Linked DNA regions of Mus musculus: region 1 is linked to region 2. Evidence: chromatin contacts called from public HiChIP or PLAC-seq data. All regions are on one chromosome and are shown on one strand. Each heading gives the region's core, a stretch centred on a gene start, on an enhancer-like site or on the middle of the called end of the contact. The rest is flanking DNA. Distances are from core to core; before and after follow the strand shown. Region 1 holds the start of Tfam (transcription factor A, mitochondrial). Region 2 overlaps Ccdc6 (coiled-coil domain containing 6).

Region 1 (4,797 bases), core at 544-3,043, 1.1 Mb before region 2:
TGTGACAGGAGGTTTGAAAGGACGAGCTGGAAGTCCCCTTTACCCTCAAGAGAGAATGAAATGAAACCGGAAGTGATGGTAAACTGGGCTTAGAAGGAGTGGGTTTAGAGGAGTGGGTGTGGTCCTCTGTCTCTTGAAGGAGACAATGTTTTAAAGCTGCAGAAAGGAAGTAGACTCTCAGCTCAGTGTTACACTAGTAAGATTTTGCTTTCTTTTCAGAAAAAAAAAAAAGTACAGGTAGGCAGCAGAAGAGGCTGTTGTTGTTAGGTATATTCTCACCATGCTAACTCTGGCCGACCTGGAACTTGTATATAGAGCAAACTCTCAATCACAGATCTCTACCCACTTCTTACCTCCAGAGTGATTGGAGTGAAAGCATTCACCTCTGAGCCTGATGGATGACATAGTTATTTTTAAATGTTATTTATTTATTTTACCTTTGAAACAAAGTCTCTAGCCTGACTGACCTGGAATTTACTTTGTAGGCAAGGATAACCCTGCACTTGTGGTCCTGCCTCAGCTTCCCAAGTTCTGGAACTAGAGGCTTAAGACACCATGCCTGCTCTATGTGAGGATCCTGGCTTATGGGGGGGATCTAAGCCAACGGCTTTCTGTGCATCCTGGCAGGCATCCCTACCAGTTAAGCCACATTCCCAGACCTTAAGCAACATATTTTAACAGATTGAAGCCCTTGACCATTTTTAGATCTTCCTAATCTTTTCCATGCCATTGAATTAAAAAAAAAAAAAAAACCAACCAAACAAACAAAAATTGAGTTTTTTGTAGGACACAAACTGTACACTACCTCAAGTCCATCCTGGTCCCACAATTTCAGTGGTTTGGCTGGCTAAGCTCATCTAGTCCACGTGATCTGCAAAGTGGGAAACAATATTCAGGGCTCTGGCATGCCCTGCTCAGGTATTAATATAAGAATATTTTTGCTATCGCTTCTCAGCCTTTTGGAGAAGATCAAGTGAAGAATATTCTTGCTTTGTTGCTATTATGAGGGCTAGTTGTTTGGGTTTTTGTTTTGAGGCAGGGTCTCATGTAGTTTTGAACTTGCTATGTAGCAGGGGATGAATTTGAATGCCTGCCTCCGCCTCCCAAGGGCTGGGATTACAGGCCTGCACCATCAAGCTGGGTTCAGTTTATTAATTTTTTTTTCGTGACACATTTCCTTTTGTGTACATGTTTGTGTGTGTGTGTATGTCAAAGTCAGAGGGCAACTTGTTTGAGTTGGTTCTCTCTTTTAATCATGTAGGTCTTGGGGATAGAACTCAGCTTGCCAGGCTCTGGGCCATCTTGGGAACCCTCATTCCTTTCTATTAATTGTTAAAGAGAAGATAAATAAGGCGATCCATTTCAAGACCACTCCTCCCTCTCTTCCACCCCTCCAGTAGCCTTGTGGGCTTTCCTGCGGACTCATGAAACATGCAGTTTGCTGTTGGGGCATCAGCAGTACCACGGATCTCTAACTTCAGTAGCCAGGCACTGTGACACAAGCCGCAGCACCAGCGTCACGAAGCTCAGTAGGCAGCCCAGGCCCATGGTCCAGCAACAGCACGCAGGCAGCCCAGGAGAACACATGGCAGGGGCCTGGGGGTAAGCCGCCGCTCAGCAACACCCACCTTAGACCAGGCCCACCCTCCCTAGCCTCAGGCTCCGCCCCCTCCTCGGCCCGGCCCCGCCCACTGAGCGGTGGGGGACGCACAGCACCTCCTGTCCTCCCCGCCTCCTGCCGCGGACCGGAAGTCCGGGCTTCCCACAGTACCCCGCGCGCGGCGGGCATGATAACAAGCCCCCGGAGTTCCCACGCTGGTAGTGTGGCAGTCCATAGGCACCGTATTGCGTGAGACGAACCGGACGGCGCCGGGCCATCATTCGTCGGCCCGAGCGATGGCGCTGTTCCGGGGAATGTGGAGCGTGCTAAAAGCACTGGGGCGCACGGGGGTCGAGATGTGCGCGGGCTGCGGGGGTCGCATCCCCTCGTCTATCAGGTAGGCCGCGGGCGAGGGACGCCGTTCGTTCAGGCGTCCGTCTGCCCTCGTCCCACCCTCGTCCTCCGGGCCGCCTGGGGTCTCGCGCCTTTTGGTACCCGACCCCACTTCCTGTCACCTTCTACCTTTCGGCGCCTAGGGCGCTCTCCTTCTGCCTTGGAGGCGGGCCCTGAAGTTGTGGCGCGGAACGCTCGCCCGGACGCTGCCAGGAGGTCACCCAGGATGCCACGACTTGTTTTAGCCCTGCAGGCCCCTCTTTGGTTTGGCTAGGTCACCCATGATGCTAGGACTTGCTTCACCCCTCTTTGGTTTGGCTAGGTCACCCAAACCTGCCCTGTTTGCAAGCCTCAGCCCTGCAACCTCTTTTATTTTTTTGCTTAGGGTAGGTTGTTAAAGTAAGTCGGTTATGGAGCTTATACAGCTGAAGCCCCTTGCGTTTAATTGAATTCTTAGCACAGCAGAGGGAAGGGAAATGCACTCAAAGGTTATTACGATTATATATTTTTTTGGTTGATTGGTTGACTTTTTTTTTTTTTTTAATTTAAAAGATTGGGTCTCTCTGCATAGCCCTGGCTGTCCTAGAACTCCTTTTGTAGACTAGGCTGTCATTGACTTAACAGAGATCCACCTGCTCTGCCACTAGAATGTTGGGATTAAAGGCCTGTGCCACAACTGCTGGGCTAGTTATTAGCATTTTAGGTGGAGGTGTTGGATGTACAGCACCTTGGCTGACTTTGTACTTAGAATCTGAGATCTGTGTATGACTGTTACACGTATCTGACATTCCGTTCTTTTTACTTGTGTGTAGTCTTGTCTGTATTCCGAAGTGTTTTTCCAGCATGGGTAGCTATCCAAAGAAACCTATGAGTTCATACCTTCGATTTTCCACAGAACAGCTACCCAAATTTAAAGCTAAACACCCAGGTAAGGAGTTTGGGGCTTATGATCTTCTCTGATATGATTTTTTTTTTAATTGCAATCTTTGATTTGCATTACCAGAGCATCTAGTACAGTCATTTTCTTTGGTAGTCTGTATAAGTTTTTTTTTAACTAATAGAAGTTCTTTAAATATAAATGAGAAAAATAGTTTTAAAATAAGATGTAGAGGGCAGGAGAGATGGCTCAGTGGATAAGAGCACTGACTCTTCCAGAGGTCCTGAGTTCAGTTCCCAGCAACCACATGGTGGCTCACAACCATCTGTAATGGGATCCTATGCCCTCTTCTGGTGTGTCTGGAGACGGCCACTGTGTACTCATATACATAAAATGAGTAAATCTTAAAAAAAAAAACCAAAAAAACCAAAAAACCAAAAGCATGTAGAGTGAAGAGCACTGTAGAGAAAAGAGATAAAGTTGAGGCCTAGTTGTCCTGGGCAGTTGCTTGTTTGTAATGTCTAAGGTGCAATAAAATAACTTATCGGGAAGTGTTCTATATAATACAATAATGGTCTGTATAAATCATTAACTTAACTGGAAATTATCTAAGCTCCTGAAGGTGGGAAAAAGATCTACAACTAGAAAAGTTTTCCAGGAAGCCTAAGAAAGGGTTGTAGGGCCTTCATTTGATTATACGGTGTAAAGGTAGTAGCTGATTAATAAGTCAGTCCTTAGGATTTCCAAAGTTCTTTTACTTCCAGTACCTCGAAGGATGCTAGTGGAAATCAGACTGAAATTCTTACCTTGTAGATAGGAGATGAAGAGACATGCTTATAGGAATTCCCCTGTCTTCTCAAATGGAAGACTTGGCACTAACACATGGTTGATGAAGCAGCTGTATCCTCAGTTAAGAATGAGGGAGAAATGGAGATGGGTGGATTATTTTTTACAGCAGTGTTATATCTGAATGGTACTTCTGTAATTGGAGTGCGAAGTGCTATTGTGTGAGCAGCACATGTTTGTGGTTTGTTTGGGTTTTACTAACAGTAAAGACATGACAGAATATTTGAATTAAAATGCAGACATCCTGAACTTGAAGCAGGTGCTTCCCCAAGTGCTTATTTTACTCTAGCAGTGGGTTTCCAAGGACTGGTTTTGGTAATCTACAACATACTCCTTAAAGCTAATATCAGTTTTCTAGCATTTCCTGATAAAATTATATTTGTATGGTGTAGAGATGCATGTAATTAGTCTGCCTTTAGAGCCACTAGGCTATTTTCAAAAGGTTGTAGAAGTTAACCTCTAAGAAATAAAATTGAGACATCCATTTTTAATCCATTCTATTTGTAGATGCAAAACTTTCAGAATTGGTTAGGAAAATTGCAGCCCTGTGGAGGGAGCTACCAGAAGCAGAAAAAAAGGTAAGCGTTCCTGTTGTCAGCTTCCTGACAGTTGTGTAGATAGGGTGTGTGTTTGCTCAGTGGACAGGCAGGGTTTCTGCATGTGCTCATAGCTTGCTAGCTGAGTGGGCTGATTGGCCAGCAAGCTCCAGGGGCCCACCCGTGTCTGCCCCTCCCCGCCCCCCATTATGAGGGTCTTAGACCCTGAGCATTCGCAGGCCTTTACTCACTGAGCCATCTTCTCAGTATCACCTCCCCTCTTAGCGGTCCTGTCCACACAGGTAATCTCTCCTTTTTGTTTCGTAAGTGATGATTTGGATGGGCAGAGTGCAGGTGAGTGGTTGACAGTGGTCAGGAATGAAGGCCAGTTGCTGTCCTCGCATCTTGATTATTAGCAAGCAGTGAAAAAATACATCTGAGAGCACATCTGTCTTCGCCTGGCTGGTCATCTCCCTTTATCTGAGTCCAGTTGTCCTTCCCTGACATGTGATGGGTTGAGCTCGCCCGCAGCACCAGTTCATTGA
Region 2 (5,238 bases), core at 2,735-5,234:
GGAGAGCTTGTCTTTAAATAACAGTCCAGGAGCAGGGTCCCTGCCTACTTGTGAGGAAAGTGAGGTTAAGGCTGGGGGTAGTGGGGGTGGAAGGGTTGTCTACTGACCTGCACAAGGTCTGGCTTTGAACCCCACCACCAAGCAAAAGCAAAACGAAAAATCGCACACACATCTCACTCCTGAAAACCCAAGATGCATTTGTAAGAAAACGATGCCTTAGCTTTAAAGAGGGTTCAAGAGATGGCTTTTGGGGCTGGAGAGAGGCTCAGCAGAGCATTCATTGCTCATGTAGGACTGAGACCCAGCGCTCACACAGGGGTGTATAGTCTAGTTCCAGGGGACCTAAGTACCTCTTTCTGTCCTCTGAACGAATCAGGTATACATGTGACACACAGACATACATACGTGCATGCAAAGTATTCATTCACACACATTAAAAATATAAAATAATAATTAAAAAAAAGAAGTTCCTTTCATGAAACAAAAAACTCCAGCCTATTAACTAGGCTAATTTAAAAAAAAAAAAATTTTTTTTTTAGATCATGTTAGCTACCAAGACTCTTCAGACTCTCTATTGCTGCCCCTCCCCAACTTCTGCTGCTCTAGGCCAGCAATTCTCAACGGTGAACATCAAACCCTATGACCCTAACTCTAACCCCAGGCCTGACCCTAAAGCCAATCAATCCGGGAACGGTGCTCAGCAGCAGATTCTGAGCCACGGGAGAAATTATTCAATCTCACTGTGTTACAGAGCCCACCATTAGTAAACATAACCGCTGTAGCATCCTCAGAAGATGACTGCAAGCCTACATGAGTTATTAGTGGTTTTTTTCTTAACCCCCTTCCTCAGGCCCTATTGACTATAATCTTCTATAATCTTGGTGGTCTTATTAATTTTTATTCTTCCTTAAATCTTAAATTACCATGCACCTCACCCTTTAGCCCAGGAATATGAAAATACACACACACATACACACACACATGTGTGTATACACACACACACACACACACACACACAGAGTGAACTTCCTTGGACTTGGAAATCTGCGTACAGTACACATTCAGAGCGGCTTACGGACAGGGACATCTATTTCAGAAATGTGTCCATCAGGAATTTCAATGTGACGTAACAGTGTCCCCAAACTGCTAGGGAACAACACCATTAGGCAATACTGTGACAGAAACATCACAATGCAGAAAATTAGATGGCTTTTATCGGTCACACTGAGCTTTGGTACCCAAGGCTCCTGACTCTGTCAGATCTTTAGCATTCTGAAACCCCACCCCAGACTGCAGTATTTCTTCTGATCACTTGAAAAAGACATTCCTGTAGAAATTTTGTTACCTTTAAACAGATTACATAAGGTATTAAATTCCACCCAGCATGAGGTGGCATTCGGACCCTCCTTACTCCTGACTCAAGCCTTCCTCTTGCACCAGCAAGTCAGACAGTAAAATGAAACCTCTATCGCCCTAGCACTGTCCTGGGGAATATGGAGGAGCAGCTATGAGAAGTTTTTGAGATGAGACTGAGGCCACTGGAGACTAGAGAAATGAGTTCAGATCTGGGAATATCCTTTTGGCAAGAGCAAGGAACAATGGCTTGGGTAGGAATCCAGTGTCTGTCCTTGGTCTCCTTTGCCTTAGAGAGCTCACAGTTCCAACAGAAGAGCTGTCACCACGTGGGAGACTCTTTACTGTTGGCTCTGAGTGTCTCCTCAGAGGACGCGGCAGGCTTCAGCGGTGGCTCAATGGTTAGAGCCCTGGCTACTCTGTTCTCGGAAGACCTGATGCTAATCCCAGTACTCAGAGCATGGCAGCACAACATCCTAACTCCAGTCTCAGGGGACCCACTGCTCCCTGCTGAACCGAGAACCTGCACTCAAATGGCTCGAAGACACAAAGAAACCACCTATCCACACAACAACAACAACAGCAGCAGCAAGAACAATAGATGTCACGGTAGTGCTGGCTAGATTCCAAACTAATAAAGCCAAGTCATTTCTACCACACTGTCCTAATTGTACTGCTTCTAGAACATCATGTCCCCTTCATGAACCTTAAGGGAAATCCTTGTCTTAATTAAGTATGGCCTCAGACAAAAGGAACCACAGTCCTAAGAAAGCCTTTGCAAGGCCACCCCTACAGTGACACTTGCCAACCTGGCACCCCGCTTGTCCCTCAAGTCTATCTGCAGCTTGTTTATCCACAGGCACAGAAACAAAAGCCTCCAGACATGAGCCTTCTCTCCCCCCAACCCCCCACTCCTGCCTCACGCCTCCTCCCTACTTCCTCTTCCCCCTCAGGGTGGACCACATACCCGCCCCCCTACACGGGAGCCCCAAGCCCTGCTGGTGCCCAGCCTGGGACACTCAGGAGTATTTGGGGTCAGATGAAGGCAAGCATGCTGGGAAAGGCAAGGCCCGTGCTAACAAAGCCAGCAGTGGGAGACGCTAGCTGTCTTGCTTGCATAAGCAACCTACCAGGCCAGCGAGGCTTGGCTCACAAACCACTGCAAGGATCAGGAGGCAGCTTGTGCTGGGGGTGGGGGGGTGAGGGGGAGTGGGAGACACTGGTTTTTGGATAAAGACGCTCAACTTGGCCTCCTCTTCGCCCAAAGACCCAGAGCTAGTAACCCGTGACTGGCTGCGCTTCTATTTTCACAAGGGAAGAAAACGATGCCCAGATTACTACCGACAGCAAAAGTGAGATTAAGGCAGTTGGAATGAAGTGAAGGAACCCATAAAAGACACATGGGAAGACATCCTGCAATCAACCCAGGAACCCTGCCCATCCCCTAAGACTAGTCACACACACAGTCTTCTAGAAAGAGGTTTTGAAGTCAAATTGAAGGTCGTCCATCACCACCACCATCATCATCATCATCTGTACCTAAGGCTCAGTGAACACTGAGGAAGACGGGGCAGACAGATAATATGAAATCCTCAAAGATAAAAGTTAAAAAGTAAAGAAAAACACTAAATAATAAATAATTAAGAAAGTAAATCAAGGGACTTTGTTGTTTAAGGTCTCCAACCAATAAATACTCAGTACTAATGGTGACTTAGATTTAAAAATCACAAAATAGAAGGGAATACAACCACAAGAGCTAGCTAAAAACCATCGGTGAGCATCTAGCTAAATCTGTGTGAGGGCCTGGGTCCAATTCCCAGTGCCACACAGGCACACATTCAGTCATATACACACATACAACCCTCCCAGCCCCCCAAACAGCCCTAACACATACACACAGCCCCTGCCACAGCCCTAGCCATACACACAGCCCCCCAAACAGCCTCAGCCCCCCACAGCCACATGCACAGCCCCTTTGCAACCCCCCTACAGCCCCCCATATACATATACACACAGCTACATATACACAACCACCACACACACACACAGCCACAGTCACACACATACACATGCGCACTAAACAGCTGGAAAACAGCCACACCGAGGTAGCCCGCAGACACACTCACCGGGTGATATAGGTCTGCTTGAGCTGGGAGAAGGCGTGTAAGGGATTGGGCTGGACACAGTGCGAGGTCTCAATCCTTGTGCAGACATCTCATTAAAATACCTGAAAGGAGAGAGGAGGAAGTGGTTCAAACACCCATGTTCACGTGGGCCTCAGCAGAAGAAACCCTAGGAGTGAAGCTCTCAAGGCACAACCTAAGGTCAAAATCCTGGGAGCTGGAGAGGCTGTACCCAGGGGACATCTCTAGTACAGAGGACTCCGGAGTCACACTGCTCTAGTCTCACAAGTGTCATCATCCCCAGAGACTTGTCGTAGCCACGCAACACATAAATATCACAAGGGACCTGTCCTGGAGTCCTGCCAGTGACCTCACAAGCACACAGATATATCTATTTGAATTGTTACTTGAAACTCAAAATCAACAGGCTCACTGATACTTAACACACTGAAGGACAAATATGCCCCTAGGCCGAGTGCCAAGGTTTTCACAAGGCAGGCTCTGCTTAACAGGTTAGAATTTAACAGAAGACACCAGTGCTGGGCACCCTGGGCGGGTCATGCCCAGCCACTCTGTGCTGAGTCTAGCTCACATTGGGCCCAAAGATGCTGACGTGTGATTACGGGGACCGTCGGCTTTCACTTTGCAAACCAAGCATACAGTGCTGATGCAGGGGGATTTCTGTTTGACAGACTTCCTGACAAACCATCCTCCCTGGTCTTAAGGCTAACCAGGCATGGACTTGGACCTCAGAGCACCATTAGCCCTGGTGTTTATTCACACGAGGGACTGACCCAGCCCCTTCCAAGCAGGTTAATGAAGCTTGAATGACACACAGCTCAACTAGACGCCTGTCTCTGTCTCCTTCCCTTCTTTAGGACAGTCCACCATAAGAACACCAGGTGGGGCGTTTCCTTATATTATACAAACAGGAAGGTGGTTTAAGATCACCCCTTACAGTCTTAAGTGTCTGGTATTTTCTTTCCCCTAGATCTATCTCAATGGCTCAATTCTGGGGTGCAGAGTGCTACTTAACCAGGTACTTAGCAACTCCATGGTACCTTGAATAACTTACAAAAATAAGTAAAAGCAGGGCTGGGGATGTAGCTCAGTTGGGGAGAGTTTTTGCAGCAGCATGCATGAAGCCCTGGGTTGTGCCTCTAGCACTCTGGTGGCACACGCCTCTAATCCCAGCAATCTGGGGCAGAAGCAGGAGGATCAAAACGCAAGGTTAGCTCAGGACTACAGGACACACCACCCCCCCAAAACCCACAAACACAACAACAAACCCAACAGAAATAAAGCAAACTTGCGCCGTGAACGTCAGCTCTGGAGGAAGTGGCCCATCTATCTGGAAGCCACATCTTCTAAGAGCGGCCCCTCTGAAGCCCAGCCCTAGGTGCTCTGTACTCCAGCTCCCCCGAGTCTTAAAGTAGTTAGTAAAATATCTAGTGAACTGCTTTGTGTTTGGGCTGACGTGTTCAGTCAAACCGTTTTACTGAGAATGGGAAACTGTCAAGAACAGACTTAGAAGCAGGGATTACAATTTCAAAATACAGTAAAACCTTTTCAAGTGAGGAAGCAGAGAGATTTTAAAGAGGGAAGCTTGTCATTCTTCTGTAACTTCTAGAGTCCCGTTTATAACTTGCCATTATTTTAAAAATCCGGTTTTCTTGAAAGCATCCACAGAAGTGGTGGGGAGCTTTGCAGTCCTCTGGATCTATGTCTCTGGATCTATTATTTCTCTGGATCTATGTCTCTG

Evidence for each region. HiChIP or PLAC-seq counts read pairs in DNA pulled down with a chosen protein or histone mark.
Region 1: a contact with region 2 is called in an H3K27ac HiChIP or PLAC-seq map of extraembryonic endoderm stem cells, with 14 times the contacts expected there. The contact joins the promoter of Tfam here to the enhancer-like site in region 2. A contact is called at or near these places in 8 of 39 promoter capture datasets (the C10 cell line, cranial neural crest, frontonasal cranial neural crest and 4 more), 1 of 15 datasets of contacts at CTCF or cohesin (large pre-B cells), 7 of 484 Hi-C or Micro-C datasets (the G1E-ER4 cell line, the N1E-115 cell line, cortical neurons and 2 more), 3 of 115 datasets of contacts at active chromatin or transcription factors (astrocytes, extraembryonic endoderm stem cells and large pre-B cells) and 1 of 9 other capture datasets (adipose tissue).

What each region holds. Positions count from the first base shown.
Region 1 is chr10:71,235,040-71,239,836 of GRCm38.p6, reverse strand. It overlaps Tfam (transcription factor A, mitochondrial), which reads left to right and starts at 1,793. Exons shown (of 7, transcript NM_009360.4): 1 at 1,793-1,997; 2 at 2,806-2,921; 3 at 4,224-4,294. The coding sequence starts at 1,897.
Region 2 is chr10:70,180,502-70,185,739 of GRCm38.p6, reverse strand. It overlaps Ccdc6 (coiled-coil domain containing 6), which reads right to left. Exons shown (of 9, transcript NM_001111121.1): 7 at 3,480-3,580. Among named protein-coding and RNA genes, the nearest start is that of Mrln, 22 kb to the left of the region's middle. Within about 2 kb of position 3,984, at least 63 of the 459 cell types and tissues checked have an H3K27ac peak or open chromatin away from gene starts, as enhancers often do. A contact at or near this core is called in the G1E-ER4 cell line, where this site is marked.